Regions from separate parts of the Muntiacus reevesi genome. Here region 2 is linked to region 1. A link is a contact called in public Hi-C data. All regions are on one chromosome and are shown on one strand. The core of a region is the stretch at or near the end of the contact, and the rest is flanking DNA. Distances in the headings are between cores, read along the strand shown.

Region 1 (4,966 bases), core at 593-3,092:
CCGGACACCTGAATCCTGGAGCTCAGCCAAGAGGGAGGGTCAGTGTCTGGCGCCAGGCGAAGCAGCCCTCCTGGGGGGTGGGGCCCTGGTGGTGAGGTAATTCTGGCCAGGGAGCTCCCAGCAGCTTGAGCCGCTCGGCTCTCAAGGGCTGCAGGGGCCCAAGCAGGGCCCTGAGGGAGCCAAAAATCCACCACAAGGTCAGGGGCTGGAGTGGAGGAACTAGAAGCCACCTTCCCAAGCCCAGTGGTGATCAGCTCAGACTCCTGCTGCTCAGGCTGAGCCAGGCCCTTGACCCAAGACCACACCCAGAAGGCTGCAGGGAGATGTCACCTCTGCCAGATGCTGGTCCCACAGACCCATCCTTCAGCCCCAAGTCTTCCTCACATGTCTCTTCTCCCAACCCCAGTCCACCCACATTAGTCAAAGGGAAACTGGCACCTCTGGGAGAGGTTGTACACCCGTCCACCCTCAGGCCCCCCATTCTTGCCTACCTCCCAAGAAAAGCCAGTCTTCCCCCCAGACCCAAGGGGACCCCATCAACTGTCCCCAGTCCGTCAGCATGCGCTCGGTGTCCATGAATTAGGCGCCAGAGCCTGGGAGATGGAAACCTGATAGGAGCCACCGAGCCTGCACTGATGGGATACACACCCAACCGACCTCATGGTGGAGGACCCCTGTGGGGGTGCTGGCCTCTCCGCAGGACAGCTCAGGAGCGGTCGCTTATAAGCCCTGACTGTGGCCCAGAGGGACTACCAGATCCAGGAGTCCTGGCCACCCACAGCTAGGATCACTGTCACCTGAGGTCACATATCATGGAGCTCTCAACACATGGGATGGGACTCCTGATGAGGTAGTGGAGCTATAGAGCTCCCAGACTGCCAGTGGATGTGCAGGAGGAAAACCTTATCCTACAACCCCCTCACACACACAGTCACAGCCCCCCTAGAACCACCCTCAGCATGGGGGCAGGGAAGCAGCTTGCCTGGGAGACACCTCCCAGGGTCTGGGAACCCAGGCACCCTCTGGAAGGGGTGGGAGGGGACTTCAAGGAGGCTGGCAGCTCCTCTGGACACCCTCAGGGGTCTGATGGCCCAGGGGAAGCGCCCTCCTCCTGCCACCTGCCCCAGCCTCACTCCTGCAGCAGCACTGGCCTGGCCGACTGGACTGGGTAACCAGCTACTACAACTGGTCAATCAGGCCCTGGAGAGGGGGATGAGGCGCGGGGCTCCAAGCACTGGACTCCTTCCCTTGCTCTGCTATAGATGCCAGCCACCTACCCTCTCCTCCAGGTACTCAGCTGCTGCGGTTTGCCGATTTTCCAGCCTTGCGAGCAGGGTGGGGGACACGGTGAACATCTCCCTTAACCCCATGAACAGACCTGGGAAGCGGTGGGGAGGAGGGAGGCTCAGAGTTCCCAGAACTCCAAGTTCCACATGTAGGTGAAGGACGGGTGAGCAGTGATGCCCTGGGTTACTCAAAGCAGCTCCCTCAAGACACAAAGCGCTTTTCCCAAGGTGAACTTCCCTTGGAGTCAGAATTTGCTGGGAAGGCAGCCGCCCCCGCCCCCAGTTCCTGCCCGGGGGTCTGATTCTTAAAGTCTGACAGCCCCCATAAGGCCGCCCCCTGCCAAGCTTCGGGCCACATCAGCCGCCCTCTCCCATTCAGAGGGGGTCTCTCCTTCAGAGGGGGTGCGGGGGGCGCCGCTTCGAGGAGGCCACGGCGGAATCTCGCCCCGCGGAGAAGAAAGGGAGCCCCCGGGAGGAGGGGGGCGGCCCCGGCCCGCCCAGGCCCGCCCTGTCCGCCACGCCGCCCATTGGCCCCCGCGCTGCTATATCTGGGCGCCCACCCGGCGAGAGGCCACTGCCGTCCCCACTGCCGCCCGCCCGCCTAGCGCGTCCGACCCCGACGTGCCCGCCGCCCACCCTCCGCGCTCCCGCGCTCCGTTCCGCCCAGGCCGCGCCCAGCTGGAATGCAGAGATCGCCGCTCGGCTACGGCGCACAGGACGATCCGCCCGCCCGCCGCGACTGTGCATGGGCCCCGGGCCCCGGGGCCGCCGCTGAGCCGCGCGGCCTCCCCACCGTCCCTGCCGTCCCCACCGCGCCCGCCGCGCCTGCCTCGCCGCCTAGCCCGCCGCGCAGCCCGCCTCGCAGCCCCGAGCCGGGGCGCTATGGTCTCAGCCCGGCCGGCCGTGGGGAGCGCCAGGGGACCGACGAGTCGCGCATCCGGCGGCCCATGAATGCCTTCATGGTGTGGGCGAAGGACGAGCGCAAGCGGCTGGCGCAGCAGAACCCAGACCTGCACAACGCGGTGCTAAGCAAGATGCTAGGTGAGTGGCCGCGAGGCAGGGGCGGGAGCTGGGGCTGGGGCGTGGGCAGGGGCTGGGGCGTGGGCAGGAGCTGGGGATGGCGGGGGTGGGGGGGGTCTGCCGGGGTCCCGGGAGGCCTCACGCAGGGGCGCGTGCTGGGATCGGCTGTCAGCCTGCCAGCTCTCCCGACGGCACCCAGCTGATCCGCGCCCGCGGCCCGCAGGCAAGGCGTGGAAGGAGCTGAGCCCGGCGGAGAAGCGGCCCTTCGTGGAGGAGGCGGAGCGGCTGCGCGTGCAGCACCTGCGAGACCACCCCAACTACAAGTACCGGCCGCGCCGCAAAAAGCAAGCGCGCAAGGCCCGGCGGCTGGAGCCCGGCCTCCTCCTCCCAGGCTTGGCGCCACCGCCGCCGCCGCCGCCTCCCGAGCCCTTTCCCGCGGCTACGGGCCCGGCCCGGGTCTTCCGCGAGCTGCCGCCGTTGGGCGCCGAGTTCGACGGTCTGGGGCTGCCCACACCGGAGCGCTCGCCGCTGGACGGCCTGGAACCCGGCGAGGCCGCCTTCTTCCCTCCGCCCGCGGCGCCGGAGGACTGCTCTCTGCGGGCCTTCCGTGCGCCCTACGGCCCAGCCGAGCTGCCCAGGAACCCAGGCGGCTGCTTCGGGGCGCCCCCGGCCGAGGCGCTTAGGACCGCGCCCGGCCCCGCCGCGCCACTTTGCGGCCTCTACTACGGCGCCCCCGCGCCCGGCCCGGGCCCCTACCCGGGCCCTCTGTCGCCACCGCCCGAAGCCCCGCCCCTGGAGAACGCCGAGCCGCTGGGACCCGCCGCCGACCTGTGGGCCGACGTGGACCTGACCGAGTTCGACCAGTACCTCAACTGCAGCCGGACTCGCCCCGACGCCGCCGGGCTCCCTTACCACGTGGCGCTGGCCAAGCTGGCCCCACGCGCCATGTCCTGCCCCGAGGAGAGCAGCTTGATCGCCGCGCTGTCCGATGCCAGCTCTGCTGTCTACTACAGCGCCTGCATCTCTGGATAGGTCGCCTGGGGCACTGTGCGATGCCTCTCTCTCAGAGGTGGAGTTGCCGCTACTCGTCACAGACCCGCAGGAACCCGCGACGCTGGGCCTTGGCCAGGTCGAGGGCACCCCAGACGGGAGGGTCACCACGTACTGGGGCTTGGCCGGGAAGCCCAGGCCTAGGACGTGTGGGCTGACCCTGCCAGGGCTAAGCTTAATCCTTTTCTTGCAGTGTATTTTCTAGAACTAGGCTGTGTTTTTTACTTTGCCTTTTTTATATTCGTAAAACAGTATATTTAAGTTTTAATTAAACTTTTTCTCCCAAGGGGTTTCAGTGATGCAAAGCACCAATGTAGCAAGGGCTTTTTAAATAACATTTGTTTGCTGTAAAGGAGGAGCCAGGAGCTGGGTCCCCCTGGACCAGGCGAGGCCACAATAAAGCACCTCACCTTTCCTCCAAACTCTAGTGTCTGTGGTTGTTGCAGGGCAGATGGGGGGTTTTGGGGGTGGGGAGGAGCAGCTCCCTCTAGAGCTCTGGATGTGCCCCTCCCTCCAAATCCCCTGAGAGCCTGACTCCCAGCTGGGCCCACAGCAGGCAGTTCTCCATCCCTCCAGGACAGTACCCCAGGCAGCTGGTGGGAGGAAAGAGGTGAGGGCACTCCTCACCCTCCCAGGCCCCCGTTCCCTGCCACTCTCTATTTTAACTCAAGCCTATTAGGGGTCAGAAATCCCCCCACACTCTCACCCAGGTTTCATCATCCTCATCTCATCCTTAAAACTTTCTTCAAGCCCAGTGACTGCCCAAGACAGCACCTCTTTCTGAAGGAGGCTGACGCCGGTCTGCAGAGCTAACATCCTGGAACCCCAGTCCATCATTCTCACTCAACCCAGTGTCCCAAGAGAGGGTAACACCATGACCAATCCCTGCTGCTCCCCAGGGTGACCTGTGCAGGCTCTCCAGTGACACATGGTCAATGACCAGAGCAGGGGGCTCAGGCTTCCCATCTCAAGCTTCCCACTTTGGAATCCATCACTCTAGCCCTGTGCCCCATCCCCGCAGGACCGGATGCCCTCTTTCCATACAGCCTCCTGGGTACCCCCAGCACTGGGGAGCCCATGAGTTCAGGGAAAGTTTGCAACAATCAGCTTGGGGGATTCTTTCCTGGGACAGGGTCCCAACACCAGTTCTCCGCACACCCACACTCTTCTCAGGGCCACAGAGGTCTTCCAAGAGGAGGGGTCATGTGTCCCCTGGCCGGTCCTCCCCCAGTAGCATATGGGGCTGATCTCTGACAATCCTGACATGGTGTGTGCACCCTGGGACATGGGCATCTTCTGATGATGTGGGCTGCTCTGTGGCTGCCATTAAGTCTGAATCTGACTACATGTGAGCAAGTTTGCACATGCTCTGAGCATGGCAGTGATGCTGTGACAGCGTGTCCATGTGATTCAACGTGACCCTCCATGATGACTATGTGTGTGACACAGTGTCTGAGACTCTGTGTACATGTGTGTCTCCCTGTCAGCTTGGGTGTCGGTGCACGGGGGTCCACTGCCTGAGTGTGTCTGAAGGGGTGAACAGGCAGTGGGTTGTTCTTATTGGTGTCCTGCCTCCAAGGAATCACCTCTCTAAACTGGCATGAAAAAAA
Region 2 (5,088 bases), core at 2,348-4,847, 140 kb after region 1:
GGGAAGTGGGAGGACCGTGTTTCATCCGGCTATGCGAGTTTGGAGCTGGGCATGCTGGAGATCCCCAGCGTGTGTGCCACTGCCAGCTCACTTTCGCGGGCCAGACTGAGGCCGCTCTGAGACCTGACCCCCTGACTGGGATTCTTTTTCTTTTTGAGCCCTTCCTTTTTGTAGAGATTTTTAAGCGTATGGGGATTGCGCGGAAAAAGGCATGACCACCGGTTCCCTCTCCGGGCTGGAGGCGCCCACCCTCGGCACTGTGTTCTCTTCCTTTTGACAGCAACCTGGTGAGCCAGGTGGGGCCCTCACCCTTACAGATGAGGAAACTGAGGCCAGAGTTATTTGCCATCACTCAACTAGTTGAGTTGCTTCCAGATGACTCTGGAGAAGAGTTTCCTAGATTTGTCAAAGAAGAGGTATGTAGCCATTAGGCAACCCGGTCCCACTAAAACAAGTCCCACGACTACCCTACTTTGGCTACCTAGTTGCCTCTGCAAGCAACCATTTAGTGGTATTCAAACCCTCAAGGATCTGACTTTCTGGACAGCATTCCACCTGACAGCCAAGTCACTCTGCATGTACTGATCCCTAGGAAGGAAGCTCCTTCCTTTACCTGGGTAACTCTCTCAGTTCAAAGTTCACCTACCCACAGGTCTTCCTGGTACTTCAGGTCACCCTAGTTACCTGCCTCTGCCTGCACTGGCCCAGGTGCATCCAGGCCAGGTCCTGCTCTGCTGTTGTCTATTACATGCCTGCCCCACTTACCTTCTTTCAGTTTTTCCAGTTTCTAGCTGAACCCACCCTGGCCAGCTCCTATCCCCAGCGGTTGGGAACATCTGGTAGTCCCTGCTTCATTCAGTTTAGGGGAAGTGGTAAGGAAGCAACTGTATTACATATGGTGGTGGGCAGAGGGCCTGTCTTTCATTCTGTATGGCATCCCTGAGCCAGGAACAAAGCAATGAGTGGTCAGTCAGGTGTGTCTGTAGTCCCACCAGGACATGCCACTTACTCTGAATCTGTGGTTGCAAGGTGAACCCCATCCTATAGAAGCCAGGAGTAGGGTGGAGGAACCCTGTGAAGCAGCAGCATTGCACTTGCACTCCTGAGGAAGTCACAGCCCTTCCAAAGTCAATGTCCTTTCATAGTTACGAGTGACTTTCACAGACCCTTCAACATGCATCTTTCTCAGTCATCCTATAACCCAGGCCAGGTGAAGGATGCCTCCTGGCGCCCCATAGCCTGTGTTCCCACCATCCTCTCCAGGTGCCAAGGCATCCATCACACAGGGTTCCCATAAACTGGGTCAGGTTAATCTTTGCATTCCCTTTACCAGCTGGGAGCAGATTGGAACGGTTCATAAGTGTTGGAGAGAAAAAGAGACAGGAGAGATGGGACACCCCAGTGCGGGAGAGAGTGCAAAATCCCTTTGCACTCCCCCATCCTTCGCCAGACACCAGGTCGGGATCCAGGGCAGGGCCAGCTTTACTGGTTTGGGGTGGGGGTGGGGAAGGGATCTGCAGAAGCACGGTCTACAGCCTCCAGGGCAACTGAAAGTCCTCGGGTTCCAGCAGACTGCAATGGGTCGCCTCCACGTTTTTGAGGTGCTTGCGTGCCAAGAACAGCGCGAGCTGCCGCCGCCGCCGCGGGCTCAAGCCCTGGCCCACTAGCCAGGGGAAGGCTAGCCCATGCGACCCCCAGGCCTCCTCGTCCTCCTGCTGGTCCTCGCAGCGCGTGAGGTAGGAGCGCAGCAGAGATAGGCACCACTCGTCGTCCACGCGGTAGCGCGCATAGAAGGCGGCCTCTTGCGCCACGCTGCCTGCGCGCAGCCAGCGGGTCACGATGGCGAGGCCCTCGCGCGCCATCACAGTTGGGTAGCGGTGCTGCAGCAGGCGCAGGAGCAGCTCGTTGCCGCGGTTGCCCTCCACGACGCCCGACGGCAGGGGGCGCAGGTGGCCCGAGGTGCTGACCACGTCGTCCTGTGTGCGCCGGAGCAGCAGCACCGGCCCAGGGTAGTGACACAGCTGCTCGGCCACGTTGAGATTGAAGTGCTCACGAACCGTGCGCACCACCAGCCCTTTCCAGCTGTGGGGCATGACCTTCAGGGCCAGCGGCACGAGATCGTCGAAGGTGGCATCGAGCACCAGCGCGCCCAGTTCCGGGTACGTCATGGTGGCCCACGTGGCCGTGAAGCCGCCAATAGACCAGCCATAGACCACCACGTGTGCGGGCGGGAAGTGCAGGCGGTGCAGTGCGTACTTGACCACCACGTCCATGGCATTGGCATCATGCTGAGGGAACGGCGCACCTGTGCTGCCCCCGAAGCCCGGGTGGTTCCAGCCCAGCACCGAGTAGCCAGCCTCCAGCGGCGCCGATAGGCAGCCCATCTCGTAGAAGCCGGCGTTGCCCTCGCAGCAGATGACCAGGCGCAGGCCTCGGCCGTGGCTACCCGGGTGCTGGCGGCGGTCCATGAACATGGTGTCGATCTCGTTGCCGTCACAGGCCACCAGCTTGGCGCGCCGGCCGCGGTAGCGCTCCACCAGGCGCTCCTGGCCTTGCTGCAGCAGCGGCAGCAGCGCGCGCGTCATCAGGAACATGGAGCCGGGGTACACAAGCCAACGGCCCAGCGAGTGGGCCAGCACGTAGCTGGCGAGCTGGCTGGGCAGCTCGCGGATCTGCTGCAGGAGGCACTGCGCCTGGCTGCGCACCGCGCGCGGCGGCCGAACCGACGAGTCCTCGCCCAGCGCTGCGCCCCGCAGTAGCCACACGCCCGCCGCGGCTGCAGCGCACGTCAGCGCGCGGTGACTGCTGCCGCTCCTAGCGGCGGCGCGCACGTCATCCCAGCGGAAGTCCACCGGCCAGCCGCGGAAGTTGTAGGTGTAGTTGGCTGTCAGGTAGATCTTGAACACGTGCACCAGCGCTTTCACAAAGCAGACCACGCACATGGGCACGAGGCCCTGAGTGCTGACCGAGCCCTAAGACCCAGTCGCCGGCCCGGGGTCGCGGTGGTGGTGGGAGGCCCAGGCCCGGTCCAGCGGGCGGTGGCAGGGGTGGGCGCGCGCTAGGCTGCCTCAGGACATGTCTCTTTGGGGCTTGGCCCTCGAGGCTTTTGTGACCTGCGCCCGCTGGGGCCCAGGGTAGTCGGCCTTTGCCTGGCTAGGGCCCGCTTTGTGAGTCACCGTTGCCTGGGGAGAGACCCGTGATGGGCGCACAAAGGATTCGCAGGCGTGGTGGACCCAGTTCTGCCCCGCCCCCCAGGACACAGCCTCAGGACCTCGGCGCAGTCACACCCTCAACAGGCCTTCTCGGACCGAATCCTCAGATTTCATTAGCCTCTCACCTAAGGGCAGGCCCACCTCCACCCAAGCCCGAGCAGCGTCCCGCCCCCTCCTCCCTGAGCTGTAGGTGGACACACAGGTCGGAAATCAACAGTGCTGACCTCATACTGGGTCTCACGGAGAAAAATGCAGGGCCGCCCACCACCTTGAGCCAGCTTGTGGTGAGAACCACCCGCCCACCTTCCAAAGTACCCACCTTGGTGAGAGAGGGACCAGAGGCAGGGGGAAGCAGCCCTGGGGATCAGGCTGTGAGAGTCTGAAAAGGCTACATGGGCCCCGGCTCCCCCACAGGCAGGGTGAAGGAGAGGGGAGTGGGTTGGGGGAGCGGTTCTCTGCCCAGCACTCCAGGGGCAGGGGCAAAGCTCAGGAAGTCCCTGGGGGAGCAGTGGAGGCTAGCTGCTGGGGCTCTTTTTCACTGCCTGCACCCCGGCCCTCCGCACCTTCTTTCCCAGGAAGGGGTGAGTGCAGGCTGGAAACCCCCGCCTGTTCTGGATCCTCTTTCCACTGGCGCCTGCAGAGGCAATGACCTTCTCCAGGTGGGTCCTTCCTGGCCAGTGTTCCTCATTTAGAGCCCCTGGTTGAGCTCTCCTCCCCCAGAAACCACCCCACAAGCTGTCCCTTCCTCTTTTCTGGAGGGCTTTATTGGGTTCTCCTTTCTGTCCTGCACCAGTGAGAGCTGGCCCACCTGATGAGGGCGAGACAGAGTCCCCGGGGGCAGGGAGGCAGGGAAGAGCCAGGCTCCTGGGGCGCCTTCAACAGTTGCATGGACCTAAAAGGGAATTTGGCAAACCCAGCCCACTCCTTGGAACCCAGGAGGCCTGGAGCCCAGCCCTCTGGGGAGGGGCTCCAGACCCAAGTTTGCTCTGCTCTAATGCTCTGTGCAACTGAGTTGGAGGCATTGCTGGCCCAGTCAGCCCCCACCTGGCTTGGGAAGCAGAGCTGAAGATCACTGCTGTCCTTTGGGGTTTGTGGACAGGAGGGGTCAATGGGCTGTGAGTGAGCTGAGAGGGTTGAATGTCCATCCTCCACCCCCATTGCCACGTAAAATACAGAAAATCCAGTTAAAGTTAAATTTCAAGCAAACAACCGAAGCTTTCTGAGTATAAGTATGTCCTAAACATTGCATGGAACATACTCATATGAAAATATTGCTTATCTGAAGTTCAACTCTAACTGGATATCCTGATTTTTTGCTAAATCTGGAAACTCAACCACCAGGACGCCTCCCCCCAGGCCCCGAGGTCCAGATATTCCTGATCATCCAGCTCTTGTTCCACTCTGGGCTGTTTCACTCATCAGTTAGGTCCTGAGACCCGAGAGGGTGGCCCAGGGTCCAATGTCCCCCTGGACAAGGGCTCTACTCCTATTTCTTCTGCCCTGTAACCACCTCACCTCTCTCCTGCATCTTGAGTGGCAGCAGAGGTAGTAGGGGGACCTGGGTCAGGTGATGGGCACAGCTGTCTAGGGGAGTGGGTGGTCCTGGCCCTCCTGAGCTGTCCACCCGGCCCTGAGGTCAGAGGTAGAGATGGGACCTTGGGGAGGATGTGGCCATTTCCTCTCCTAGGAACCTCTTTCATAAACTCATATCCTAGCATGGGGGGTGGGGGGAAAGTGCAGACTCAGAGGCTCCAGGTTCATCTTGTGAGCCCTCAGAAGCAACCCCAGCAGCAGAGCAGAGGCCCTGTGGTGTCCTCAGTCCGAGTCCCGGCAGACACAGAGGATGCAGTGGGGCATGCTGCAGGATGGTCCCGCA

What was found. A called contact is a pair of places that touch in the nucleus more often than the background predicts.
Region 2: a Hi-C map of blood shows a contact between it and region 1, with 2.2 times the contacts expected there. The contact joins the promoter of ABHD16B here to the promoter of SOX18 in region 1. A contact is called at or near these places in 2 of 3 Hi-C or Micro-C datasets (blood and muscle).

What each region holds. Positions count from the first base shown.
Region 1 is chr2:52,339,212-52,344,177 of mMunRee1.1, forward strand. It overlaps SOX18 (SRY-box transcription factor 18), which reads left to right and starts at 1,843. Exons shown (of 2, transcript XM_065919660.1): 1 at 1,843-2,327; 2 at 2,530-3,769. The coding sequence starts at 1,970. The coding sequence ends at 3,338.
Region 2 is chr2:52,474,121-52,479,208 of mMunRee1.1, forward strand. ABHD16B (abhydrolase domain containing 16B) reads right to left here and starts at 3,598. Exons shown (of 1, transcript XM_065921611.1): 1 at 1-3,598. The coding sequence starts at 2,942. The coding sequence ends at 1,530.